Linked DNA regions of Mus musculus: regions 1, 2, 3, 4, 5 and 6 are each linked to region 7. The links are chromatin contacts, called in public HiChIP or PLAC-seq, Micro-C and promoter capture Hi-C maps. All regions are on one chromosome and are shown on one strand. Each heading gives the region's core, a stretch centred on a gene start, on an enhancer-like site or on the middle of the called end of the contact. The rest is flanking DNA. Distances are from core to core; before and after follow the strand shown. Region 1 overlaps Crtac1 (cartilage acidic protein 1). Region 2 overlaps Crtac1 (cartilage acidic protein 1). Region 3 overlaps Crtac1 (cartilage acidic protein 1). Region 4 overlaps Crtac1 (cartilage acidic protein 1). Region 5 holds the start of Morn4 (MORN repeat containing 4). Region 6 holds the start of Marveld1 (MARVEL (membrane-associating) domain containing 1). Region 7 holds the start of Cnnm1 (cyclin M1).

Evidence for each region. Promoter capture Hi-C pulls out the DNA fragments that hold promoters and counts their contacts. Hi-C and Micro-C count contacts between places; a contact is called where the count stands out from the background. HiChIP or PLAC-seq counts read pairs in DNA pulled down with a chosen protein or histone mark.
Region 1: a Micro-C map of embryonic stem cells shows a contact between it and region 7, with 2.0 times the contacts expected there. The contact joins the enhancer-like site here to the promoter of Cnnm1 in region 7. A contact is called at or near these places in 5 of 39 promoter capture datasets (the 3T3-L1 cell line, frontonasal cranial neural crest, hippocampal neurons and 2 more), 1 of 484 Hi-C or Micro-C datasets (embryonic stem cells), 3 of 115 datasets of contacts at active chromatin or transcription factors (embryonic forebrain, forebrain and stem cell-derived neural progenitor cells) and 1 of 9 other capture datasets (embryonic stem cells).
Region 2: a promoter capture Hi-C map of hippocampal neurons shows a contact between it and region 7, with 5 times the contacts expected there. The contact joins the enhancer-like site here to the promoter of Cnnm1 in region 7. A contact is called at or near these places in 4 of 39 promoter capture datasets (frontonasal cranial neural crest, hippocampal neurons and liver) and 4 of 115 datasets of contacts at active chromatin or transcription factors (embryonic forebrain, embryonic stem cells, forebrain and 1 more).
Region 3: a contact with region 7 is called in a promoter capture Hi-C map of embryonic stem cells, with 4 times the contacts expected there. The contact joins the enhancer-like site here to the promoter of Cnnm1 in region 7. A contact is called at or near these places in 6 of 39 promoter capture datasets (cranial neural crest, embryonic stem cells, frontonasal cranial neural crest and 3 more), 1 of 484 Hi-C or Micro-C datasets (bone marrow-derived macrophages), 3 of 115 datasets of contacts at active chromatin or transcription factors (embryonic forebrain, embryonic stem cells and forebrain) and 1 of 9 other capture datasets (macrophages).
Region 4: a promoter capture Hi-C map of hippocampal neurons shows a contact between it and region 7, with 4 times the contacts expected there. The contact joins the enhancer-like site here to the promoter of Cnnm1 in region 7. A contact is called at or near these places in 3 of 39 promoter capture datasets (the C10 cell line, hippocampal neurons and maxillary cranial neural crest), 1 of 115 datasets of contacts at active chromatin or transcription factors (embryonic forebrain) and 1 of 9 other capture datasets (liver).
Region 5: a contact with region 7 is called in an H3K4me3 HiChIP or PLAC-seq map of forebrain, with 6 times the contacts expected there. The contact joins the promoter of Morn4 here to the promoter of Cnnm1 in region 7. A contact is called at or near these places in 1 of 39 promoter capture datasets (hippocampal neurons) and 1 of 115 datasets of contacts at active chromatin or transcription factors (forebrain).
Region 6: a contact with region 7 is called in an H3K4me3 HiChIP or PLAC-seq map of embryonic forebrain, with 6 times the contacts expected there. The contact joins the promoter of Marveld1 here to the promoter of Cnnm1 in region 7. A contact is called at or near these places in 3 of 39 promoter capture datasets (the 3T3-L1 cell line, cranial neural crest and hippocampal neurons), 1 of 484 Hi-C or Micro-C datasets (cortical neurons) and 2 of 115 datasets of contacts at active chromatin or transcription factors (embryonic forebrain and forebrain).

Annotation. Positions count from the first base shown.
Region 1 is chr19:42,321,024-42,324,927 of GRCm38.p6, reverse strand. It overlaps Crtac1 (cartilage acidic protein 1), which reads left to right. Exons shown (of 15, transcript NM_145123.5): 4 at 1,080-1,216. Among named protein-coding and RNA genes, the nearest start is that of Mir3085, 43 kb to the right of the region's middle. Within about 2 kb of position 2,292, at least 5 of the 459 cell types and tissues checked have an H3K27ac peak or open chromatin away from gene starts, as enhancers often do. A contact at or near this core is called in embryonic stem cells, where this site is marked.
Region 2 is chr19:42,379,182-42,382,816 of GRCm38.p6, reverse strand. The region is part of intron 2 of Crtac1 (cartilage acidic protein 1); the gene reads left to right. Among named protein-coding and RNA genes, the nearest start is that of Gm41848, 17 kb to the left of the region's middle. Within about 2 kb of position 1,941, at least 50 of the 459 cell types and tissues checked have an H3K27ac peak or open chromatin away from gene starts, as enhancers often do. A contact at or near this core is called in forebrain and hippocampal neurons, where this site is marked.
Region 3 is chr19:42,286,767-42,290,360 of GRCm38.p6, reverse strand. Crtac1 (cartilage acidic protein 1) reads left to right here. Exons shown (of 15, transcript NM_145123.5): 12 at 2,363-2,508; 13 at 3,146-3,188. All of the region lies in intron 1 of Gm34347 (a long non-coding RNA gene), which reads right to left. Among named protein-coding and RNA genes, the nearest start is that of Mir3085, 8.4 kb to the right of the region's middle. Within about 2 kb of position 2,205, at least 8 of the 459 cell types and tissues checked have an H3K27ac peak or open chromatin away from gene starts, as enhancers often do. A contact at or near this core is called in embryonic stem cells, where this site is marked.
Region 4 is chr19:42,413,592-42,417,121 of GRCm38.p6, reverse strand. It overlaps Crtac1 (cartilage acidic protein 1), which reads left to right. Exons shown (of 15, transcript NM_145123.5): 2 at 2,979-3,181. Gm34299 (a long non-coding RNA gene) reads right to left here. Exons shown (of 4, transcript XR_003952940.1): 4 at 2,229-3,496. Among named protein-coding and RNA genes, the nearest start is that of Gm34299, 5.4 kb to the right of the region's middle. Within about 2 kb of position 1,866, at least 8 of the 459 cell types and tissues checked have an H3K27ac peak or open chromatin away from gene starts, as enhancers often do. A contact at or near this core is called in hippocampal neurons, where this site is marked.
Region 5 is chr19:42,084,936-42,088,798 of GRCm38.p6, reverse strand. Morn4 (MORN repeat containing 4) reads left to right here and starts at 2,429. Exons shown (of 5, transcript NM_198108.2): 1 at 2,429-2,602.
Region 6 is chr19:42,145,632-42,149,061 of GRCm38.p6, reverse strand. It overlaps Marveld1 (MARVEL (membrane-associating) domain containing 1), which reads right to left and starts at 1,673. Exons shown (of 2, transcript NM_183195.2): 1 at 1-1,673. The coding sequence starts at 1,413. The coding sequence ends at 892.
Region 7 is chr19:43,438,468-43,442,144 of GRCm38.p6, reverse strand. It overlaps Cnnm1 (cyclin M1), which reads right to left and starts at 1,732. Exons shown (of 12, transcript NM_001373992.1): 1 at 128-1,732. The coding sequence starts at 1,700.

The sequences.
Region 1 (3,904 bases), core at 1,043-3,542, 1.1 Mb after region 7:
ACAAACACACTCATGACACACGTGTGTGCGCGCACACAGACACTACACACGTGTGCACACACAGACAGATACACACACACACACTCCACAGTGGCCCTCCCAAGACAGAGCATCTTTAGGCCTGCGTCTTCGGCTCCTCAGACACCTCCACCTGCATAACTACAGTCAGCCTCCCTGCTTCTCACACGGGTGTTCTTCCGAGTGAGCCACCCAGTGTGTACACCCAGTGTACGCAGTGCTGCCGCTGCACGCATTCACACATGCACGACACTTCATCACACCCCCTCATACACTTGTCTGTATTCTCTCACACACCCATTTCCGGTCTCCCGCCAGTGCACACTTAACCCCGTGCGTTCCCTCACGCTCGGCTGCACACGTGCTTGTGCTCAAACTAGCACATCCATCCGGAACACTGACTTTCACACTTACATTCACTCGCTCTCCCATATTCACTCTCGCTCGCACGCCCCAGTCTTGCACACTTACCCATTCTTATGCCACACTCACACTCTCATTCAAACACACTTGTATTCACACCCACAGACTACCAGCCTGTGAACTGGGGATCTGGTGTCTGGCGAGTGGCTCGTATTTAGAAGGGAGGACTCATTTTCACCTCATAAGAGCTCCCCTTAGGGGACAATGGACTAAGCATTCCGTGTACAGCCCCTCATGCATTCCTCAGCAAACTTGAATGCGGCCCATACACTTGTCTGTATTCACACTCACTGAATGTGAGTGTTCATCCCCATGAACAGATAAGGAAACTGAATCCCGGAGACGCTGAGCAACCTGCCCAGAGTCCGGAATCTAGGTCTAATGGAGACTGGAACTTCTGTTCACTGATTCTAAACCTTAGGCTTATAATTGCTGTCTCCCTTAGCCTGAGCCTCTCTTCTGGTGCCAGCTAGAGTCAAGTTCACAACTAGAAAGGAGCTTTGCCTGCAGAGAGCCTCCCTGTCTTTAACCACAGACACTTTCCGCCCCAGCTCCTGTAGCAAATGCCAGGAGACAGAACCAGAGCCTCCCTGTGTCCTGTCCACTGTCCACCAGCCATCCTTGCCTCCTCTCTCCAGGTGTGGCCACATACACAGACAAGTTGTTCAAATTCCGAAATAACCGGTGGGAAGACATCCTGAGTGATGACGTCAATGTGGCCCGTGGAGTGGCCAGCCTCTTTGCGGGACGCTCCGTGGCCTGTGTAGACAGGACGGTAAGTGCAAGGGCCCAGGAGGGCCTGGGAGGAAGCAGAGGGCCCAAGGCTGTCCCACCTTGGTAGCTCCCGTTGTCCCACACACAATAGAAGCAAGATACTAAGTGGCTTAACTGGGGAACAAAAATAAGATCAGTGACATGCCTAAGACATGAAGCAAAGTCCAATACTAAATGGGGTGCTCATTCATTCAATTAATCAATGCTTCATGAATTCAATCAATGCTTCAGTGAGCTAGGCATTGAGTCACATGACCCTGTCCATATCTTTATAATATTGAAGGTGCAACAGGGGAGTGCAGAAGTGGTCAAGGCAGGGTTACCTGAATGTTCTAGAACCTTAGTTCATCAATGGTTCCATCAACCCCCTTCCTGTGTTTAACCCAAAACATGGGGAAGCGTGGCTGAATTGGAAGCAAGGAGAGGAGCTGTCGTTTGTGCTTGGAGCTGGGTCCCAGCAGCCCTACCGTAGACAGCGACTTCTGGGGATGTGATTTGTCCACCCTGTCACCTGCTCTCCTGCCACCCACCTGCTTGGCTCTATAACAATAATCACGGCAGCGAGGGCACAGCTGCTGCCCTGCTCCACAGTTGTGGGGCTGAAGGGGTGGGCTCCAAGAGATGGCACAGAGGGATTGGGGATTCAGCGCGAATGTTCGCAGCAGGGGTCTCCAGGCCTTAGGAGAAGGCAGGTGCCAGGTATAAATATTTATTTCTTAACAAGCTGGTGCTGGGGAGAGGAGCCAAGCTGGGCTGTGAAACCACATTTAGCCCTGACCTGAATCCATGCCACCTGGACTCCTGCCTGGTGGGAGGGGACAATGAGGTGGGTCTGAAGAGCCCTGGGAGGTGGAGGGCCATAGGTGGCAGGTCTGGTCACAGCTGGGGATCTTGTCCACACTCCTTCTGTTTCCCCGCCTCTCTCGTCAGGACTTAACCTCCCACACTGGCCAAAGTGGGACGTTCTCCCTGAACTGGAGGGAGGAGCTGGAGGTTAATCATGGATACACTCTATGTCCTAGCAAGGTCATCCTCACACTGGCATTTAACCATGGGACAAAAGCATTGTGGGGAAGGCAAAAGGGAGAGGGCGTCGTCCCTCTGCACAGTGGGCGGTGCTCGGAAGCTGTCTACTCCCAGCCTGACCTCACTCCATCCTCCAAGACCTTGGAGAACCGGAGAAAAAAACAAAAAACAAAAAACAAACAAACAAAAAAAAAAACCTTCCAGTGAATCACCACCAGGGGAAGAGGTGCTTCCTGCCCATTCCTGGGTCCAAGGAATTGTACGGAATGAACTGGGAGAGACCAAGGCCAATGCAGAAGCTAGAAGACAGGAATGCAGTGTGGCATAGAAAACACAAAAAGCAGTGGCAAAGGACAGAAGACAAAAGCGGCCCACCCTTGGGCAACCAACCATGCACGGAGCCCACGTCACAGGCCTCTTCTTTCTGAATCTTTACAATAAGCCCATGGGGTACAAGCTACCATTATCACCTTTTACAGATATGGAAATTAAGGCTTGGAGCAATTAAACAACTTGACCTTGGTCACATAATAAATGGCAGGCACAGCTGGGAATTGAACTCTGTCTGCCGGAAAGCAGAGCACACCCACACTCCATCCCCCTGCTACCCCAGCTCTGGGTACATGATAATAGACAGGCTTTCCTGACGACCCCCCCCCATTCAAGCCATCTTCATTTACCCCCCCCCCACCTGGGGGTGTCTGGGCTAGCTGCTCAGTGGTTCTCAGAGTGTGACCCCCAGACTATTGTCAGCACAAGCACTGTGAGGAATGGAGATTCAGAGGTGAGGGGGATGACTCTGCGGGTAAGAGTGCTTGCTGCACAAGCACAAGGGCCTGAGTTCAAATCCCAGGACGCTGTGTAAAAAGCCAGGGGTGGTTCTACAAGTGCTTGCAATCCTGGTGCTCTGGGGGTTAGAGACAGGGGGGTTCCTGGGCTTGCTAGCCACCAGCCAAGTTCCAGGTTCAGGAAGAAACCCTGTCGCAGGAGAAATGTGGTGGTCAGTGTAGAATGAGACACACCACATCTTCCTCTGGACTCTGTGTGTGCACTAAAAAGCACAGGCCCTGCCTGCTGCATCCCTCAGACCAGCTGAATCAGAAATGCCAGAGACACAGCTCAACTCATGGGGACTGGCAAGGGTGGTGATGGGCTGAGGGGAGTCTGTCCCTGCCTAGCCACAAGTCCCTTCCTCACGCCCTGCTCCAGATCTGGAGCCATCTCCTGCCCTTTATCTCCAGCTGCCCCGTCACTCACTCACCTTCCTGGATGGAGCTCAAAGCTGATCTCTTACAAGAAGCGTTCCCTGGTCAATAACGATTATGCCTCATGTTTATATTGCGTTTTTTTTTTTATCTTCTCGGAGACCTTTCACATACATTGTCTCATTCCGGCTTCTCAGACACCCTGCCCTCCCCCCCCCCCCATTTAGCACGTGCAAAAGGCAGCCTGCAGGCCTTGATGGACGTGCCCACGGCTAAAGAGTCATCGGGGCCTGAGACTAGACCAGGACTAGGCTAGTAACCTCTGACTGGTGCTTTTCAGAATCTAGAGTCACTAGCCAGCAGCAGCCCCCACGAGTCTGTTTCCCTCTCCCTTTTCCTGGTAGTACTGGATTTTGAACCGAGGACCTCATTCATTCCAGGTAACCACTGTGCCACTA
Region 2 (3,635 bases), core at 692-3,191, 1.1 Mb after region 7:
TTATTGAGCTGTAGGAAGGAACTTTGCCAGCCACTCAAGGAGAAACAAAGATGGATACGGTGTAGTCCTGAATTCAAGAGGATGGGAATCTGTTATAGCCGAGCCCACAGACATATCCATAGACATCTCGTACAAAGAATAGAATGTGATAAACTCCCCCATTACAGGCACAATGTGGAACTGTGGCAGGGAGCTGGATAAGAGAGAAAATTGGATCCAACCGAGATGTCTGCAATGGTCTTCTGGTTTGCCCATAGAACAAACAGAATTTGAACCTAGCAGTGAGCATGCTTACTGAAACTAACTATCAGCATTGAGACTTAAGCCCTCTTGTGTCTCCCGCACTATCTTCAGCCCCCTACAGGGGCTAGCTCATTTGAACATCTGTTCACCCCATGATGTGGGTACTTAGGTTATCTGTGTGGTACAGGTGAGCCCAGGGAGGCTCGGTAAGGCCAGTGAAGCTGTCCCAGAGACCAGGTGGGCCCCTGACAGCTAAGAGGGCCAAAGGTAATTTATAAAGGGCCTCAGCTCAGGCGTCTTCCATGACAGGTCTAAGTCCTTTGGCAAGCTGCTTATCATGACAGGTGCTGAGCTGTGTATGTTTGGGATTCTATGTGGGAAGCTGGGCTCTGAACTCAGGTGTCCTAGAGCCGGTGCCCGGACTGCTAACTATGAAACCCTTTCGCCTCTCTGTACAGACATTTGGTTTTCTTTTTTATCACCCGCATGTTTAAGTCACTAATCAGCTCCGTAGAGCTTTGTTAGAAGCCGAGCGAGCACTGAGGACCTTCTGAAGATGTTTGTTTATTCCTCTCCGAGGGCTTTTGAGCCACCTAATCAGTGGTACCCTGGATGAGTGCAAGCAGCAGCAACCTGCCTGCCTCTTGGAGCTTGGGAGAGCCCAGCCAGGCTCTTCAGGCTGCCGTTCAACTCTCCGTAAAGTCTTCAGGGTTCTCAGAGTCCATCTGAGCCCGTCTCTCCCTCTGGATCTTTGGACTGCTGCCTCAACTCCCTTTTAGGGGTCTTTGATGTAAATTGTAAAGGGGCCCGACATACCATGGACAGCGTTCCTTTTTCTCTCCTGGCTTTATAGCTTGAGACTACACAGTCTCAAGAGGCAGCAAACTGGTCTGTTGCCTGCCAGCCTTGGAGCAAGCTTTGCCAGGTGTTTCTCAGTCTAGGTGGGACAGTGTGATATTTAGACAAGGCCTCTGTGAGTAGGAGCTGCAAATCCAGCCATGACCCTGCTCCGGGAGGCTCTGCAGGCCTGGAGGAAGGGTCTATCAAGACCTATGCCAAAGATATATGGCTAACGGAGTTGACGGCAACGGCGCTAAGGAAAAAACACTTTTGTGGGACTGGGGTTTGATCCTGACCTGGGCGAAAGTACTAGGTTTTATTTTTCTTCCTCCTTTTGGATGCCGAACAGGAATCTTTCAGCTACTCCTTGCCCCACTTCCCACCTCCTTGAAAACAGAAGAAGGAGGGATCTCCCAGCTTCCCGCCCCTCCCTGCCCCCCATCTCCTGCATGGACGTTTCAACATCTGGGCACACCAGATCCAGAGGTCCCAAGCCTTCCAAACCCTGCAGTCAGCAGGCCTATGGGGACAGGCGCCGGCCTCCCCCTCCCCCACTTAGTGACTAGCGCGGGATGGCGAGGCGGGTCCATCAGCCAGGCCAGGTTCTTCTCTGCCCTGGGATTGGTCCAGGCGCGTTTTGTGTTAAATGCCGACATATAAATTTGTAGACGATCCTTGTGAGCAAATTGGATTCCTTCACAGGGCTCTTAAGTGCTGCCATTTAGCCAGATTTAACGGTAGACTCTGGCCACAGCCACCCCCACCGCCACCCCCCACCCTACCCCGGGCTGACCCTCCACAGTCACCGGGAATCGATCCCAGGCTGCCTGCCGCCCAGACAGCCAGGGGCTCAGCACACAAAGCCTGGCTAGGCCCAGCGCTTCCAGCGCCTCATCTTGGCTTCCTCCCCACTGTCTCCACCTTCTCTCCCTCGCTTCTCTCCCGGCCTCCCGCTCCCTTTCTCCCCAACGACTCCCGACTCCCGCCCCGCCGCCTTCCCCTCTTCCCCTCCAGCCTCTCCCTCCTCCTGTCTGAGCCGTGGCAGCTGCTTCCAATGCAGCGAGATGCACCAATTCATTCAGCCTCGCAGACTCTTTAAGGTCGTTACTAAATATATCAAGCAGAAGAAAAGGGTCTTTTTTCCTATCTCTGAGCAGGGAGTGTAAATGCCGGCCTTAGGATCGCAGCTCCTGCTCCCTGATCCCGTAAGGGAGGCAGCCCTGAGCAGCCTGGCTCCTGAGTCCTGCTGTTAGCTCACGGGCAGGAGTGACCCCAGACCAAGGGAAGGGATGCAGCCCGGTGGGATAAGAGATGCCACCGGACTCCAAAGAATTAGAAATGACATGCACTTTTTATCTTCAAGGAGTTAAGCTGCTCTGGCGACCCCAAGAAGAATACAATTTAAACAATTTCTTCCAGAGTGATCTCTCCCCCTCTGGATGAATTTTTTTTTTCCTTTATTTTTTTGAGGAAATTGGAAAGTGTTGAAAGAAGTCGAGGTGCCAGCCCTGTAGTCAGAATTCTATTCAGGTGCTCCAAGCAACGTTGTCTGGTGTTTTTCTGAGTTGTAGGCAGGTGACCTTGCAGCCAGGAGCACTAACCAGAGGTGCTGAGCACCAGAAGAGTCAGAGCCGTGTTGTGATCAGAAATGTACAACAGAGTTCGTCTCCTGTTCCACAGCAGGGGGTGCCTGGCGGGGACTGCTGGCAGGTCCTGCTTTATGCTTCATTCCTCCATGCTACACACTGACACAGGCTTCCTGGGTGTCTCCGGGACTTCTCCCCTTCCTGGTGTGTAGGCAGAGCTGGCTGAGCGAGACTTAACGAAACACCTCCTCCATGCAAAAATATCTTCTGCATGTAGTACACGGTGCCATGGCTTAGAAGTTCCTCAAAGGGAGATTTAAAACAGAAGCAATAATTTGTATTACATCTTTTTTTTTTTTTTTAAGGCAGGGTTTCTCTGAGGCGAGATAGTTCTCCTGGAACTCACTCTGTAGACCAGGCCGGCCTCAAACTCAGAGACCCTATACCTCTGCCTCTCAAGTGCTGGGACTAAAGGTGTGTGCCTCTACTGACCAGCCTGATCTTAAAAGCAGAAAATATGAGGTCACTAGAGAATGTCCAGGGCAGTCACTTGTAACCTTTGGTGGGGGTGGGGTGGGGGTGGGGGTGGCAACCCTTTTTTAATTTTTTTTTTTAATTGCTGGGTGAGTAGAGTCCGGGAACAACTTTGGAATGATGGTGAACTCCATCGTTATGTGGTTCCTGAGAATTGAGCTCAGTCAGGTCTTCAGACAGGCTTAACTAGCTGAGCCAGCCTGAGAATGGCTTTTATGGGACGGTGATAAGGTTGTCTCTCCAGGCAATTAGCACATTGTCATTTTGGAAGTAGGTTAGGAGGAAGTTCATGAAACCCCTAAGCCCTATCCATAGGTGTGCTGACTTCTGGATGAGAACCCTGAAACCAAGGAAGACTTCAGACAACAGTATCTCAGTAACTTCCCAAAGGAAAACTCGGTGGTGGTGCTTAGAAAATATACAGCCATGGCA
Region 3 (3,594 bases), core at 956-3,455, 1.2 Mb after region 7:
TCTAAGAACTGACCAGAATGCCAAGGGTGATACATGGTCAGTGGAAGTTGTGTCTTCATGATCCAAGGGTGAGAGGCTGTGCTGCCCAGGGCGGAGGGGCTGTGAGCCAGCCAGCACCTTCAAGTTTCAGACAAATAAACCAAGGCTGGAAAAGGATGGCTTGCTTACTTACCTAACAGCCCCTCCCTGGTGCGTAGGGAGAGACCCTGGTCCAGCGCCACATGCCCCGCTGGGGGCTGCAAATTTGAGTCTATGAATATTCCTCAACTCTTTTGAGTTATTTGTGGCTTCAGTCAGGCTGTAAAATGTATTCATGGAGCTGTTCCGTTGGCTTAGGTGAGAAACACTTGCTTTTGTCTCCTTTTTTTTTTTTAAACGGAAAATGTTTGCTTTTCAAATGTGCCACTTAATTTGGGCACGTGCACGCCCTAAAAAATGCCAGATTTCATGTTGCCTCACGATTCTGTTTTAAAACAGAAGAATTATACTTGGCCTTCTTCTGGTCCTTTCCCAACCCGGATCTGGGAGTTGTGGGGATAGCAATTGGCCTGCTGAGAGGCTGCCTCGGACTAGATAGGGGGTTCTTAACCTGTGGTTCCAGACCCCTCTAGAGTTGAAGGACCCTCTCACATATATTTCTGTTACAATTCATGATAAGTAAGAAAACTACAGTTATGAAGTAGCACAGAAAATAATTTTATGTTTGGGGGTAACCACCACATGAGGAACTGTATTCAAGGGGTGCAGCACTGGAAACGTTGAGAACCTCTGATCTAGATGAAGCAAAACCTGGAACAGACAGGTGAGCTGTCCAAGCCTCACCCTGCCCCAGGGATCTGTGGGAGGAGCGGGGATGTCCTCTGAGCCTTTCCCATGACTGTCCCTGCACTCTTCCAGCGATGTACTGGGCACTGCCTGCCTTCCCTTACAACCTGAGAAAGGCTGGCAGGTGCTGCTGATCAACCCCTAAGTCATCACCATTAGCCAGACCTTGCCACAGGGCTAGCCCACTTCCTGATGCAGGAGCTGAGCGGACGTTAGAAATGCCTAAACACTGGACCAACCTTCCCAACCTGTTTCCTGATGTGTTGCTATAGCATGCTGCTGTAGGGATGTGTGTGATGGATTCACAAGGGACAGTGTCTGAGCTTTACAAGTATCTTCTGTTTGTCTTTGTTGTTGTTTTAAGATTTTTTTAATTTTATGTATGTGAGCACACTGTAGCTGTACAGATGGTTATGAGCCCTCATGTGGTTGTTGGGAATTGAATTTTTAGGACCTCTGCTCTCTCTGATCAACCCCACTCTCTCCACTCGGCCCTGCTCGCTCCAGTCAACTCCACTCGCTCAGTCCCTGCTTGTTCCGGTCTAAAGATTTATTTATTATTATACATAAGTACACTGTAGCTGACTTCAGACACACCAGAAGAGGGAGTCAGATCCCATTATGGATGGTTGTGAGCCACCATGTGGTTGCTGGGAATTGAACTCAGGACCATCGGAACAGCAGTCAGTGCTCTTAACCACTGAGCCATCTCTCCAGCCCCCACAGGTATCTTTTGTAAATGGCTCGGATCTGCAGTGGCCTTCCTTAGGTGCCCTCAATCCCCATCTTTCCTGTAAGCTTTACTTACAGCTCAGTTCAAGTGCCTCCTCCCCAGGAGTTTGACCTTGACTACTGAACAGGATCTGGCCAGCCCTGAATGACTCCTTGTCCTTTCTTCACAAAGCGTGTCAATAGACACCATGATTTATTTCTTTATTTGTCTGTTTGCCCACCTCCCAGATGGACAGGGAAACCCATGAGGAGACATTCCAGTCACAGGAAGGGGTGTGGCTCTAGCAGGGCTCCAGAAATAGAAATGTGAGCGAGCTCGGAAGGTCACACGAGTTGGCTGGAGAGCTAGGATTTGTCCCCAGGACTCCCAGCCACCTGCTCTGGTCATGTTCTTTCAGCATACCAAGCAAGTGACAGAGCCAAGATGTGAACCCCTGGCTCTGAAGTCAACCTGCTTCTCTCTGAGCCACACAGCTCCCCAAATTCAACCTCCTCATGCCTGTTCTGTTGCCTAGAATGCATCATGTAGCTGTTGAGATGTAAATTAATTTAAATTAAGTAAAATGCTAAATTCAGTAACTCTCATCCTGCACCGCGGCCAGGGGCTAGTGCACTGAACAAGGCAGACACTGGGCTTTTCCATCACTAAAGAATGGTCGATTGGACAGTATGGCCCCAAAGAGGAGCTTCTAAATCGTTCCCACGGCCCTTAGGAGAGTGTGTCGTCAGTTACAACCTTTGTTACCATAGTTACTCCAAGAGGCCCTCTCTCTCATGCTCCTGACCCTTCTCCTTCCTCCCACAGGACGGGATGAAGCCAGCAGTGTGGAGGTGACGTGGCCAGATGGCAAGATGGTGAGCCGAAGTGTGGCCAGCGAGGAGATGAACTCGGTGTTGGAGATCCTCTACCCCCAGGATGAGGACAAACTTCAGAACACAGCCCCACTAGAGGTGGGCCAAAGCCTCTGGGCCGCATAGTCAAAAAAACAAAACAAAACAAAACAAAACAAAAAGCAAGCATCACCCATGATCCTAGGGGTAAATCTGTAGACTTGCCCTCTAGAATCAAAGAGTAATAGAGATGGTCTCAGCAAAGGGCAGGCTTCAGATGATGTCGCCATGGGTTGTGCACCCATTTTACAGACGAGGAAACCAGAGGCCCAGAGAATGAAGCCAAAGCCAGCTAAGGTTGTTGTGCACTGTGTTGAGAACTGATTCCTACTTTCGGTATTTTCTGAATACCTGAAGAGGCCTCCTCTTGTCCTTGGAAGAGGCTCAGACCATACACCAGAATTCTGGAGGCTTTTTAGAGGTCAGCTCTAGTCCACTTTCAGGTCTATCTGAGGTACATAGTTCTCTAGTACAGGGAGAGTGTGGATTATAACTGTTCTGCCTTCCCCCACCCACACCATCTCTCTCCATTCTTAGCTCAAGGCTAGAATAAGAGGGAGGGGCTCCCCTCAGGCCCAGGCTAAAAGCACCTCTCAAGCTGCAATCAGGGTGACAGCTACTCTGTTACTGTGACTAGGAGGGAACTGAGATGAGGCCTCTCAACTCACAAGTGTCTCTGCTTCTGCCCACCTTGCAGTGCGGCCAAGGATTCTCCCAGCAGGACAATGGCCATTGCATGGGTGAGTTGCCTATAGGCACCAGAGGACGGGGCAGAGGCTGGGATCTTCCTGGGGACTGTCAGCCTGACCTGCCAAGGTCCAAGACGCAGACAGGGGCTAGAAAGATAGGGAGAAAAAGGTACTATTGGTCCTTAGGGTTCCAGATGCCAAAACTCCATGACTCACCAAGGTGAAAGTGACATTAGCAACTGCAGGCTGATTCAGTTCACTGCTGGGCATTGGCAGGGCCAGCCTGCCACCTGGGGATGGCATGAGTCGTCTCAGTATCTACTGAGACTGTGATGGATAAGCTTCACCCTGGCAGAGGCAGAGCAGAAGCATGCTATGGCCAGCCTGAGAAGCAGCCAGCGAGAAGGATGGGAGAGATGAAGGGGGAGATGATTGAGGAAGGCGCTTGGGCACAGCA
Region 4 (3,530 bases), core at 617-3,116, 1.0 Mb after region 7:
CCTCCTCCGCACTGCAGCAGAAGTGTTTTATTGATACACTATGGATGGCAATACCCTATCAGATACATAGTTGGCAAACACTTATACTCATTCTGTGGTTGACTTTCGTCCTTTGACAAGTGTTCTTTGACGCACCAAAGTTTCTCATTTTGATATAGGCCATCTTGTCCGACTTTCCTTTGTCGTCTGTGCTCTTGTGTGTCTTCTCTAAGAAATCGTTGTGAGGCTTGAGAATTTTGTGAAGCTCCTCGTGTGCTTTCAGTGTTCAGCCAGGGCTGTGCAATGCTTCTTAAGTTTTAACGTATATACAAATTAGCCTGCATCGTGTTAGAATGGATATTCTAATTTAGTGGGTCTTGGGTGAGACCCCACAGTCTGCATCTCTAATCGGCTGCTAAATGATGCTTCTGGTGCTCTATGCGTGGACCACTCCGAGTAGCCAGGAGGAGGAGCATGCCAGTGGCAGCTTCCATCCTGAGAGGGGCAGATGCAGTTACCATAGCTTCTCATAAGCTTCCCCACTGTTACTGTTTCCTAACCTGGCATCAAGATAACCCAGTACTAACCATTTCACTTCCTAAAGCTGGTCCTGAGCACCCCAGGACAGGGTGTATGGGGTACCTTTGGCATGGCAGAACAATTAGACATAAGGAACACAAACCCTAAGCCCGACCCCCAGCCTACCCCAAGAATTTGGAAATTTATGTGATTAATCGTGTGCTCTCTTCCCTGGCCCTTTAGATACTATAGAGGACCCTTCTGGAAAGTTGTTTTCTTTTAAATGGATTTAATATCCTCAGAAGAGAAAAGCCATGCAGGTTGGTATGAGGTTTGCAGAAGCCGTTTGTGGACACGTGGTGGAGACTTCTGAATATCTCCTTTAAAAACTTCCTTTCATCCACCATAGAGTCTTGGAGCTAGAAAGGCCCTTCAGAGGTCTCTTCCCAAACCTTTATTTCAAAGGAGAGAGCAGGGATCCAGTGGTATTCGAACTTGTCAAGATCATCAAAACAAAGTTGAGGTCAACCCACAGGTACACTTCCCCTCCCTCCCACCACCAGAGGAAAGGCAAAAATCAAGAGGCCGGGTCACATGACTTTGCCCTTCTTAGAACTTCTTCCAGTTAGGCATCTGTCACCCTACTAGGATCTGACCCCTGTCTCGGTGACCCAAACGGCAGCTGCCAAGGAGCTTCGAGGAGGCAGCACTCATGGATGGTGCTGTAAGCTGATCACATATCCCAGCCACTGCCAATCAATTGGATTTGGCTCTCAAGTAGGAGTTCACTATTGTCCCTTCAATAGAAGACATGCTATCAATTAAGTAAAATAAAATAAAAGCCTTCGTGACCTTCAGATCCCTGCTACACTTCATCATGTCCACCCTGCCTATTAAATACTCTTTATCCACCCACACCTGCTTGTAAAGATGGTTCTGGGTTTCCTTAGCCAGGGAAATGTCCTGCTCAGCTGCAGAACTCTGAGAGCGTGTGCTTGTCTTAGCCAGAGGACTCTTAATTTGGAATGACCTCATTTGGTATCATGGTATCATGGGAGCACATGGGCTCCCAACATGTGCACTTTGAACACACTGCAAGATCCTCCTTTAACGATGGATCCTACATGGTCGCTACCCTCCGATGGAGCTCTGCCCCTGCATTTCTCTACAGCAAGACATCAAGGAGGCTTCAGATCTAAAGGCAGTGCCTGGACCCCCCGTTTTGGCCTCTGGGTCCTTGACCTGGAGCACAAGCTCATTTTCTGGCAGGAGCATCTGTCTCCATATGGGGAGACAGTCTTCAGATCTCCTTTGCTCTTCCCTCATTAAGATGTCAGTCCGGCTCAGCCTTGTTCTCTGCTGCCAGATGCGCTGACAAGCAAGCAGCCAAGTTCTGGCAGGAGGAGGCCTGCTGCCTACTGAAGGCAGGAGGGGTAGTGCTTTGCTGCCGGATTGGACCTGCGCGGGCTTCCTGGAATTCCACGAGAGTCTCGGGGACATTCTGTGAGGTCCAATTCTCTCTGCCTATGGCAGAGTCTTAGAGTGGAGCTAGCTTCAGCATTCCCAAGCTCTCTTGCTCTCACTTCGAGCAGGTGGAGTGCCACCTCCCTGGCCATTCTCAGCTGTCTCCTGGGCGAGTGCCATCAGCTCCGAAGGGTCTTCGGCTGTTTGGCAACACCCTGAGTTATGTTAGAGATATAATAATGAATTATACAATGCATTATACATAATTAATTTATAATAAAACACACACACAATGGTTTAATTTCTCCAAGTGAATGATGTACTAGCCGCCAGACCTCGCTGGAACACATCCCTTGACTGACTGCCTCTTAGTCTGGAAGCAATGACCAACAGTCCTTGGGAGGAATCTTGTCTTGGAGAACCTGCCAGGCCACCTCTGGGGTATGCCTCACAGGAGAGCAACCCCCACTACCTTTGTTGTTGCTCTGGACCCAGTGACCTGTGGGTGAAGGAAGGTTTCACCCCCCACCTCTGCATTGAAATCTGTTATTTGCTTCATTCTTTCAGAGTATATAGGACATCCTTCCTTCCATCTTCCATTCCTTCATTCCTTCCTTCCTCCCTCCCTTCCTTCCTCAAATACATCTTGACTGCTCCTTGCATAACATATTCTTAGCCTGGTGCATATCAAGTAAGCAAACCAGACAAATATCCATGGCAAAGTGGATCTTGTACTTTAGCAGAGGGTGACAGCCAGTAACTAAGTGTGAGGTGCAGTAAATCCCATCGCAAGTGGTGCAATGATGGGTGCTACAGAAGAGGGGGGAAAGACCAGGGACAGTGGCCCACCGGGATGGAGGCAGGTTGTAGATTTACGATAGCAGAGATGGGACACTTACAAAGCAGTGGTTCTATGATGGCTGAGACAGGGGAGAATGCCGACATGGCCTCCCGGGACTGGATTTATTTGCCCAGCTCTGGGACCTTTCAGTAAAGCCTGTAACTTTTGCTTTCAGATGGTCAGGATGGCTTTGCTCCTGCTGCCGCCCCTGTGGCTTCTGCCTCTCACTGGGGGATCCCAGAGGGCTGAGCCCATGTTCACTGCAGTCACCAACTCAGTCCTGCCCCCTGACTATGACAGCAACCCCACCCAGCTCAACTATGGAGTGGCAGTGACAGATGTGGACCATGATGGGGACTTCGAGATCGTTGTGGCGGGGTAAGTGCCTCCCACCCTGAGTCTGACAGACGTATTAATCAGCCTTTGCAGCGATACGGTTGTGTGACAGTAACTCCAAACCACAACGCAGTGGCCAATGCTTGTTCTCGCTTGGGTCTGCAGTCTTCTGTGGCCAGCACCAGCCCAGCTGGCAGAGCTGCGGTTTTGGGATGCCGTGGCTTTGCCCTCTGCAAAGTAGGGGCACTGAGCAAACGGCAGCTTAGAGGAAAGCTATCTGCAGGCTTCTCAAGGCTGCCTCTTGCCACACGTCAGCTCCCTTGGCCGTGCAGGTATCACTTCCTTCCCAGGGAGGTTCTACACGGGCAGGACATAAAAGTGTTAGTCCGTA
Region 5 (3,863 bases), core at 1,180-3,679, 1.4 Mb after region 7:
AATAAATAATAAAATAAATAATTTCAATACAATTATAGTGTAAAATGTAATACATAAAAACATGGGCTTGGAAATCAGAGATGTTTGAAGTTAAGCTCTGTTCTATAAATTATTAGCTTTTTTTAAGAAGTTGATTTTTAAATTTTCTAAAGTTCCCCATCTATAAAATGACAGTAATCACCCTTACCTATAATCAGGACACAAAAAGCCTTCCACAGACATCCCCTTTCATAACTGCTGAGATTATGATTAATGGGATTTTTGTTTTTCATCTCAGAACCACCAGCAAGCAGAAGTTTTCACAGAAGATGACCAATCACATAATCACCTTAATGTTTTCCGTTTATTTCATTTTTGAATGATCGCATGTACACGTGTGTCTCGTGTGTGTGCATGTGTGGTAGTCAGAGGACAGTAACTGGTTCTCACTTCTATGTGAGTCCCAGGGATTAAACTCAGGTTGTCAAGCTTGGTGACAAGTGCCAACCTGGTGACCCATCTCACCAGCCCCCATCAGCCTACTTTCTTGAGTCAAATTATTATTCCGACTCGAGAGAAGTACTGAACCGAAAGAGCTATTGTTTAGTTGTATGTGTGAGAATGTCTCCAACTTCTTTTTTTCCAATGAATCCTTCCAGGGCTGAGAGGCTATCCCAGTGGTAGAGTGTTTGCTTACCATATAGAAGACCCTGTGTTCACCTCCAACACAACAAAAAATAAATACACCATCCTGGCCAAAGATCTATATAGAGTTCAATGGCCTTTTATAGGTAAAGTAGCTATGTAGCGATGTCTACCTAACTCATGTAGTGATATAATGGGTTCTCAGAACCATGGAAATAGTATTTGATATCATTCATCTCATTTAGCTAATGGATTTAATATTATGGGCAAGGAAAGATCCAAGATTCTGAGTTCTCCCTGGAATTCTGAGTTTTCCCCTCAAACTTTATTTCTGTGTCTGCCACTTGGGACTAGGTTTCTCTTTTAGGTAAGTCTATGTCGAAATACACATGGAGAGCGCTTACCCAGTGCTAAGTATGTGCTGGGCGTTGTATCTTACATGGATTCGCTTCACTAACTCCCATTATAACTCCAATGATGTTGGATGCTGTGTCCCAAGGAGACAAGGTAATTTGTTCTTACCAACAAACCAACAAACCATCTTGCTGGCCAAAGAAACTACATTTTGCAAGCTTTTGTTGTTGTTGTTGCAAATTTATAGGTCTTTCCATAATTTGGTCTCACATAATCTGTGATTTAATCTCATTTCTTCATATTTCCTAACACAAGTTCTAAAGAGATCCCTTTCTTTACATTCTATTTTTCAATGACTGCACTTATTTGTTTTGTTTTGTTTTGAGACAGGGTTTCTCTGTATAGCCCTGGCTGTCCTGGAACTCACTTTGTAGACCAGGCTGGCCTCAAACTCAGAAATCTGCCTGCCTCTGCCTTCCGAGTGCTGGGATCAAAGGCGTGCGCCACCACGCCCGACTCAATGACTGCACTTTAATCTACAATCTATTCCACAGTTTAGCTTATATTACCTAGTGAGTATTATTAATACCATATTGAATTTATTGGTCTGATCTTATTTTACAGGCCAGAGAGCTCACTAAGTTACTCAAAAACATACACAATTTGTAAGTAGCGAAGATAGGATTTGAACACAGAAATCAAATCTTTTCAAATTAACTTCAAACTACCGTTCTTTTGGCGTTATGTTCTCATACAGGTCCTGAAAAGCCACCCTTATTTTCATCATTACCATTTTCTAACCTGCAGCTGAAGAAATCCCAATCCAAAAAGCTATTTGAAGCCATTTGCTTTGTCTTTCAATGCCTCACACATGTCATATGAGTTCCATGAGAGAAGCAACGACGGACAACCCTGGCTTCCCAAGCCCTGAAGAACTTGCTGCCCACACGCACTTCAATAAATAAACATACAGCTATACAGACATTCGGGAACAGTATTTGGGAAGATTTGCTCCAATAATAGCAATATATTTTAAATACAGAAGACGTGGAACACAGTGATTCCCTATGAATGCAAATGTGCAGCGCATCATTAATTACAAAGCTGAGCTTCTAAAGCACGGTTTAGGTTTTCTCTTCATACTTAGCGGTGGAGTTGTTCATGCATCTAAAAATCACAACCTTTAGAGAGGGTAGCCACTTTGAACACTTGTTCAGCCTTATTTAGGATTAAAGTTTATGCCTGGAGGTCTCTGGAGAGGGGAAACCTGGGTCCTTGTTTTCTGTTGGGACTAATGAGATTGGACAGCCGGCTCAGCCCCACCTCTCTTTCAGATCTTTGGCCCAGACTCCCAAAACACTGGGCCCCTCACAAAGATGGCACGAAAGAGGGCTGGACCAATGGGGAGTGGCGTTGCTCGCGGTTGCCTAGGTAACAGCCAATGAACAGCAGGAATTGTGCCCAGTGCGGCCCGTCAGGGATGGCGGCGTCCAGTGTGGCTGAGGCGGGTGGAGGTGGCGGAGGGGAGAGTGGCAGTTGGGAGCCCAGAGCAGCAAAGATCCTAGCTGCTGGAGACCCGCATCGCGTTGGGGCGTGACAGTCGTCGCCCAGAAGCCAAGCTCAGGTAGGCTCGCGACGCGGGTGGGAGGAGGACCTGGGAGTGCGGTCCACCAGGTAGGGACTAAGGCGGCAAGCAGGTGACTGGGCTAGGGAGCGAGCCTCTGTCCTGGCTGTACTGACCAGAAGGTGGCTGTGAGTGGGACCCCAAAATTGGGTTTGGAATTTCGATCCAGAGGTTGTAGCCCCGGAGAACACAGAACACTGGTTATCGAGAGGGGTGTGCCAGGCTGTGTCTGGAGGGAATGCCAGACCCATGAGAGCCTGAAGAGCCTGTGTGGTGGGGGCCGACCCCCCCAAAAAAGGACGGAGCCGGGCTGGGATGAAAAATGCAGTGGAAGACTGGGTTGCCTGGTGAAAGTCTGGGGCTTTGTTTAATCTAGGGCGCGTCTGTGCCACAGGTAGGGAGAGGTCCCACATACTGAGGCTTGGGAAATGGATTGTCATCTCTGCAATTCCGCATCCACAAACAACTTAGGTACCAACCTGAGTAACTTCGCTTTATTAGAGCCCAGCACAGGCATTCTCCTTTCCCTTGGCATAAAATAGTGTCCAGACAATATTACTTCGGAGAGTCCACCACTCTTGGTTCATCGTGTTTTTAAAAACCTTCCTGTACCAGTGTTCTCTTTTCATCTTTTTGCATCTAACTATCCCACATTCTTCCTAAATAAGACCTGCTTATAGTAACAATGCCCCTGTTTACTTTCCAGCTAGGAAGGGGATTCGAATTATAAAGTTCAAAACCTAATTATTTCATATTCATTTAAAAACACATTTTATAAAACAGTATTTCCAGTTTCCTAATATTTGTTCATCAAAGCTTTCATTTTTTTTCTCCTCTTAGGGTTCTAAAAACCCAAGGTTGCTTCCCTTTTTTTGTTTTTTTTGTTTGTTTGTTTGTTTGTTTTTGGTTGCTTCCTTTATAACTAAAAGATTGCCAACCCAAGAAAGTGGTTTTGGGGACATTTTGGAGATTGTGTGAGTAGTTTGGGTGGCTACTTCCAAACAGTCTCTAACTGGGATATGATTATTCGTAGATTGGAGGGGGGAACTGTTGTTATTTTGTTTTTTTTTTTTTGTTTTTTTTTTTTAAAGGCATGTGCCACCATTGCCCGGTGACTTGTACACTCTTTTTTTTTTAATTTAATTTATTTATTTATTTATTTATTATATGGAAGTACATTGTAGCTGTCTTCAGACACTCCAGAAGAGGGAGTCAGATCTCCTTACGGATGGTTGTGAGCCACCATGTGGTTGCTGGGATT
Region 6 (3,430 bases), core at 424-2,923, 1.3 Mb after region 7:
ACTGGCTCCCTAGACAACCCACTGCTTTAGAGGAAAGAGTGTGCTTCTAATATTAGAACAGCTGTTTGGAAGAGCGGGATCTGGGTTCCCAAAGAGGTGGGCAGCACCTTAATGATCGCCGTTGGCCACGTGGGATCCCCAATGCAAACATATTTATAGGTGGAGTGCGGCGGAAGCTAGTGAGTGACATCTGAGAGGCCAGGGAAGTTAGTACAGTTGGCCCAATCTGAATGAACACCAAGGATTTAGGCGGAGAGAAGACTTGCGTCGTTAAGTAAGGTATAGCCAGCAGGCCTTTGCTATCCACCACTTCTGTAGCTGACTCCACCCAAAGACTTCGTAGACGTAGGGCTGCGCAGGGAGAGAGCCAAACTACAACTAAAGACGTCATCCATCATCCATCCTAGCACTAGCTAAAGCCTGTCCCCAGCTCCTCTTGCAGCTGCCTGACTGCATTCTACACCTCCCTAGGCTGGAAGAGGGGGCAGGGAAGGGATGCTCTTCCGACTGCAGGGCAGGAGGGAGGGGGCAATGGCGCAGTCCAAAGACTGGTTCCAATTTGGGAGCCTCCCCCGGATCTACGCGGCGGCGCCTGTCCACGTCTAGCTCTCGACAGGGAATGAGGAAAGGGACTTCCAGGCTTCGCCTGAAGCGGCCCAACTGGGTGTGTGCGTCGGCGCCTCGGATGGCTGCGTGGGTCCCTGGAAGCTGATATCTGGGCTGAGCTGCGGTACAGCAGTCAGACTAGAACTGAACGTCGGGGATCCAGGGCGCGGGCAGTGGAAACGCAGGCAGGGAGAGGGTGCAGGGGCACACCGGCACTAGGCGGCGGCAGGAAGGGTTCGGGAGGGATTCCCTAAACCGATCTGGGCCGCGGTGGAGCGGGTGGCCTCACACCACCTCCTCCTTGCCCTGGTAGCGACGGCAGCAGCCGTAGAGTGCCGAGAGTAGGTAGAGGCCGAGGCAGAGGCCGCCGCAGACAGAGGCCGCCAGGAAGGCATGGTAGGCGCAGGGCAGCCGGTAGTTCTTGAGGTTGCAGTAGCTGTGGCGCTGCGTCTGGTCGATCATGATGCCCGTCGCCGCCCCGTAGAGAGCAGCCGCCAGCAGGTCGTGCGCCACGTTGACCACGAGCCAGCGCGAGCCCAGCACGGGCACCAGCTCCTGCTTGCCCAACAGCGTGATGAAGTAGAGCCCCAGGGTGAGCAGCCAGAAGAGCACGGACACGAAGAGCGCGAAGTGCACCGGGCCCTGGTACTTGCTGGTGGCAATGGTGATCCAGAAGGCGGCTCCGGCCAGCAGCTGCAGCAGCCGCAGCACGCCCAGCGGGCCGCGCAGGAAAGCCCGCTGCAGGCGCAGGGAGCCGCGGGCCGTGCGCGCCTGGGGCGGCGGCTGGCGCGGGGGCGGCGGGAGCATGGCCCCCGGACGCGGCGGCGGCGGCGGCGGCGCCCCGAGCAGCGGAATGGCGGCGCCTTGCTCGCGGGGGCGGCCCGAGCCCGGGCCCGCTGCTCCCGCTGCTCCCGCTGCTCCCGCTGCTCCCGCTGCTCCCGCTGCTCCCGCTGCTCCCGCTGCTCCGAGGCCTGCCCTCCTCCCTCTACTTCAAGTCCTCAGCGCTGCTTCTCATCGGCACCCTTCCTCCCTTCTCTCCTTTTTCTCCCTCTCTCCAGCCCTCCTACTCGCTCTTTGGCCGTCCCCTTCGTTGGTCTCCACCCCTCCTCGCGCCTCCCAGCTTCCTGCCGTCGCGCCCTCCACCCTGGCTACCCCCCCTTTCTCCTCCGCTCCCATTCCTTCCTTCTGCAGCCAGGGCTGAATGCCCGCACCCCCCTGGCCCATGACAGGCCTTTTGCCCAGGCTGCTGGGCCAAGTTTGCCACATCTGGAGCCACCCCAGCCCTTCCTGCCTCGCAGGCCTGGCCGATCTTAGGTCTTCGAGAAGAAAGCTACAACAGCCTCTGCCCAGCCTGTGGCTGGACCCTCTTGATTCTCTCCAGTCACAGGAGACTGGAGACATAATTCTCTCCCATCGAGGCGTCCCATCAAGCCTGAGTAAGCAGGAGGTCTGAACTGACAGTTGTTCTCACTGGGACATCCTCAGTACCCTTCACTTGCCCACCACAAACTCGCCTGTCCAAAGCTGGTCTCAGACTGTCTTGCCATGAAGGTCTCTTGGTCAGTGTAAGAAAACTATCACTCACTGGAGGCCCAGCTGCCTTACCCACAGCGCACAGAGCATAGCAACGCCAAACACTTCGACCATTCCTTCCTGGCCATCTTTGCGTCTTGCTTAGATTAAAAACATGTCACCTAACATGGTCAGGACAGGCCTAGGTCTCAGAGATGGCATGTCCCGTATGCTTAACTATTGACCTAGATGGCAAGGATCCCAACGATGCCAAGGTTCATTGACATTACAGGGCCCTCTCTATGTAAGCTTCCCGCGACCCAAGACAGGAGAGCAATAGTTGTTTTCATTTTTCCTGAAGACTGAAGGGTTTCAGACCAGGAAGCCAGAGATGGCTTCTCTGCTCTCCACCCCACCAAAGAGCCAACCTTTGTGCTTCAGCAATGTTACACAACTGACCTGGCTGTTCCCAACCCAGTATGGAGCTGTGTCCTGTCAATGTGGCACATTACATAATCTGTCCCCAACCAACTTCCAGTTTCTTGGGTTTTTTCCACTTCCTTCCCCAACTCATGTCCAAACTCTGTCACTTATGAACTGCAAGTTTCCCACATGAACTCAGAATGCTCTTTATTTTCCAGACACTCCCTCACCAGCAGACATACCCAGTTTAAGCACTTACTGGTTTAAGGTTGAGCTCCCCACATTGACAATTATTTGTTTGTCTGGGCCTCCATTTGAATCATCCCTAGTTCTGAGTCTACTACATCAAAAACTGGTCTATTCTGGCTTATCCATCTTTGCCTGAGCCTGGCATGTAGGAGCCCCTCAGTACATACAAATGGAGTTGCTTGCCAATTGGCTGCAGGAATAGTACTGGACCTAAGTGTGGTGATTTGAATAGATACATCCCACATAAACTCACTGCTTAGCCCATAAGGATTGGCACCGTTAAGAGGTGTAGCCTTGTTGGAATCAGTGTGGCCTTGCTAGAGGACCTGTTTCACTGTGGCTGTGGGCTTTAAGGTCTCATGTGCTCAAGCTGGAACACTGTGGAACACAGTCTCTTTCTGCTGCCTGCGGATCAAGATGTAGAATTCTCAGCTCCTTCTCCAGCACCATGTATGCCTGCATGCCACCATGCTTCTTGCCATGACACTGTAACAAGAGTTTTAGTGGTAAGGGTATCTCTTCACAGCCATAAAACCCTAACTAAGACACTAAGCAAGCCACATTTGCCTACAGGACAATGCCTGCATCAAACCACAGCTGATCATACACTTCAGAGTCCCATCCCCTTGGCCTGGAACAG
Region 7 (3,677 bases), core at 483-2,982:
CTGGAGTTTTAGCGCCATACATAGATCAGAGGTATTCTTTGGGTACCTGAAGCCTCTCATGGTTATGAAGGGCAGTTTTATCTTTGAAGGGGGATAGGAGCTGGGGAAGAATAAGACCACTGCTCACCCTTCTTAAACTCCTCCAGTACAGTGTCCAGCCGGGTATCATTGAAGACACAATGCAGGGGCCTGTTGTAGAAGCGGGTGACTGTGAGCAGCGGGGTACAGTCGTCCGGGTCCACAAAGGCCAAGTCTTTGACGAACAGAATGTCCACAATGTTGTGCCTCTGGTCGCCCTCATACACCGGGATGCGAGTGTAGCCACTACGGAGGATCTCGGATACAGTGGCGAAGTCAAGCACGGCGTCAGAGCGCAACATGAAGCAGTCCCCTAGAGGGGTCAGCACCTCCTCTACCACCTTGGTGCGCAGCTCCAGGGCTCCCTGAATGATGTTGAGCTCTTCCTTCACCAGGTCGCTGTAAGGGTCGGCGGCCCGCAGCGTCTCCAGCAGCTTTTCCCTCGTGTAGAAGGTGCTGATCTCCTGGCGCAGAGCCCAGTCCAGGAGGCGGCCCAGAGGGTAGCACACCGGGAAGGCAGCCGCCATGAGGAGCCGGGTCAGGCACACACTGTGCGAGGCGATGGCCAACCCGTGGCGCGAGCACACCGAGTACGGACAGATCTCGGCTCCCAGGAACACGGCGCCGGTGCACACCAGCGCCGGCAGCCACGGGAAGTGAACCCCCGCCTCGCCGGAGTCCTCCCCGGGGTCCCCGACGCCCGGCGGCAGCGAGGCGTACAGCCAGCCGGCCAGCGCGGCATTGGCGCCGGCTTGGCCCAGGAGCAGGGTGCAGAGCAGATGGGTCCCCCTGCCGCGCACGGCCTGCACGCGGCGCGCCTGCTCCTGCTCGGCGGCCGAGCCACTGTTCCGCAGCACCCGTAACTCCACCGGGTCCAGCGAGAGCAGGCTCAGGCGCAGGCCGCTGAACAGGGCGGACAGGGCCAGCAGCAGGAGCGCCCCGAGCGCTCGCAGCCACGCGGGCGGCAGCAGGTCCCCACCCGGGCCGTAGAGGCGCGGGCGGACGCGCAGCAGGAAGCCGCCGGCGGCGCCGTGGTGGTGCCAAGCGCGCCCGTCCCAGGCGCACAGCGAAAAGAGCTTCCCGCCGCCGCCCGCGCCGCCGCGCTCCGCCTCGCCCTTCCGCAGCTCCCGCACCCGCACCTGGACCAGGGCCGAGCCCGCCACGCCCCCGGGGCGCAGGGGCCCCAGGACCTCCACGTCCGACGCCCAGTCGCTCTGCTCGCGGCAGCGCTGAGGTCCCGGGGGACGCGTGGGGACCGCGCTGGGCGCCGCGCCGCCCGCGCCCGGGGGCTCCTCGATGAACACGAGCCGCGGGGCCCAATCGCCCGTGCCGTTTTCCCCCGGGGCCAGGGAGGGTGCGGGCACGGGCGCGGCGGGGACCGGCGGGCCAGGCTGGAAGTAGACCCGCAGGAGGAAGCTGGTGCCTTCGGCCGCCCGCAGGGTGCCCCCCTCCAGAGACACGCGGCCTCCGGCAGTGTCTTCGGGTCGCAGACCCAGTAACCAGGCAGCGGCGGCCGGGGGCCGAGGGGACAGGGAGAAGAAGAGCAGGAGTACGGCGCCCCGGCTGCAGCAGTCCCGGAGCCTGACACCCAGCGCTGCTGCCGCCGCGGCCGCCGCCGCCATCCTGCACCCGGCGCGGTTGCACGTGATACTGCAGCAAGCCGAGCGCGAGCTGGAGGGAGGGAGGAGGAGCTGGAGCCCGGAATCCAGCCCCAGGCAGGTCACCACGTGTGCTCCCCTTGCGCGCGTGGGCTGGAGGCGGGGGTGGGGGAGGTGATGGTGGGAGTGGTAGGAACCCGCCTGGTGGCCACGCACCGTCACAGTGCCTAGCCTGGATACACTTAAGTATATCTGAGCCCTGGGAAGGCTGGGTTTGGAGCATGGCCTCCTACATCTGTAGTTCCTCCTCTTCAACCTTCCCCCATTCCACTCCCTGCCCTTATGGCGAATTCCCGGCAGTAATTCCAAACTGCAGGCTCACTGCTTCCCATTGGACCCAGGAAATTTCCCAGCGTTTTCCTTCTGTCCTTCGTGTTCTTGCTTCTAATTAAAAGATATTCTGGTGGTTGGTCCTATGAAATCCGTGAAAAAAATTGGCCTCAATCAAATTCTAGCTAATCTTTCATATTGTAAAAATTTCCAAATTATTTAAGTGCAATTCCTTGTTAAGATACCAGTGTTAATCAATAAATTGAAATGCATTATGGGACCAATTTGGAACAGAGTATTATGCATCCAGGAAAAGACTGTACAATACCCAATGTCTATATAATTTGGAAAAGTCACCAAAGAAAAAAAATAGTAAGGTTCAGGACCATGATGCAATATACCGCCGTTTTGTTAAAAGTATTCACGGATAAAGTTTATGCACATGCTCGTGTATGCCAATGGGAGGATGCTCAATAAATACAATAACAGGATTAGTCTCAATGCACAGATTAACAAGAAGTTGTTAAAAGAATACACAGAAACAACTCTGCTTTTCACTCAGTTCCTTCTACGGTTTACATCAAAAGCAGGAAACCGACATTGGGGTAAAACTCCTATCATTTTGTCATATCTAAATTTGTGTAACCACCATCACTGTAGTAAAAATACACACCCGACTGTTCCCCAGGAAGATCTGGGAGCCTTTCCCCCACTGAACTGCTCACGTTATTTCTATCCACCATCTGCTAGTGTTGCTTTATTTTTATGACTCGATTCTTAAGTGTATGTAGCAAAAATCACTTTTTTTTTGTTATATTGCTATGTATGTTCCATTGCGTTTTGAGACTGGGTCTCATGTCACACAGGCCAAGCTCACTCGATTGCCAAGAATGATTCCAGGATTACGCATGTGCACCACGACCCTCTGCAATGCTATTACACACGTCGATGGATGCGTGTTCATGTACCCATCCTAGTAAAAAGTAGTTCCATTCTGACCTGGGGATGTAGCTTGCTTGCCTAGCACACAGTAGGCCCTGGATTCCACCCCCCCCACCCCTCCCACCCCAACCCCCGCCCCCCACATCACACCTGCACTTGGAGTGGGTGGTTCCATCCTTGGCCTTTTCCTCTGTAGTTTCCTTTCCCAGAGAATCGTATGAATAGTAAGCAAGCAGCGTTTGGAAGCTGCCATTGCTCACTGTGTGTACTTAACATTCATCCAAGTTGCATTTGCCAATAACCCATCCATTTGTAGATGAGCCGAATTGATTATGTGGATAAGTCACAGTGTGTTCATCTAGTTAAGGAATGATTGAGCTTTAAACATTTGGCAGCAGTTTTCATTCCTTAGGTGACTATACCATAGATATGTACAATATTTAATTAAATAAATAATTGCTTATTTTGAGGTCACATTTGTGTGTGTGTGTGTGTGTGTGCATTTTTGTGTGGTTGCACATGTGTATGTGTGTGCCTGTACCATTCATCTTGTTTTGCTTTTAAGGTGAACTTTCTCATTGGCTTGTCTAATTCTGCTAGGCTGGCTGCCCAGCAAGCCCCTAGAATCCTCCTGGCTCCACTTCATTAGCACTGGGTTTCCAAGCAAATGCATCAGCCCCAGCCCCACCTTGCATTTCTGTGGATCTAACTCTAGCCTCATGCTTCATG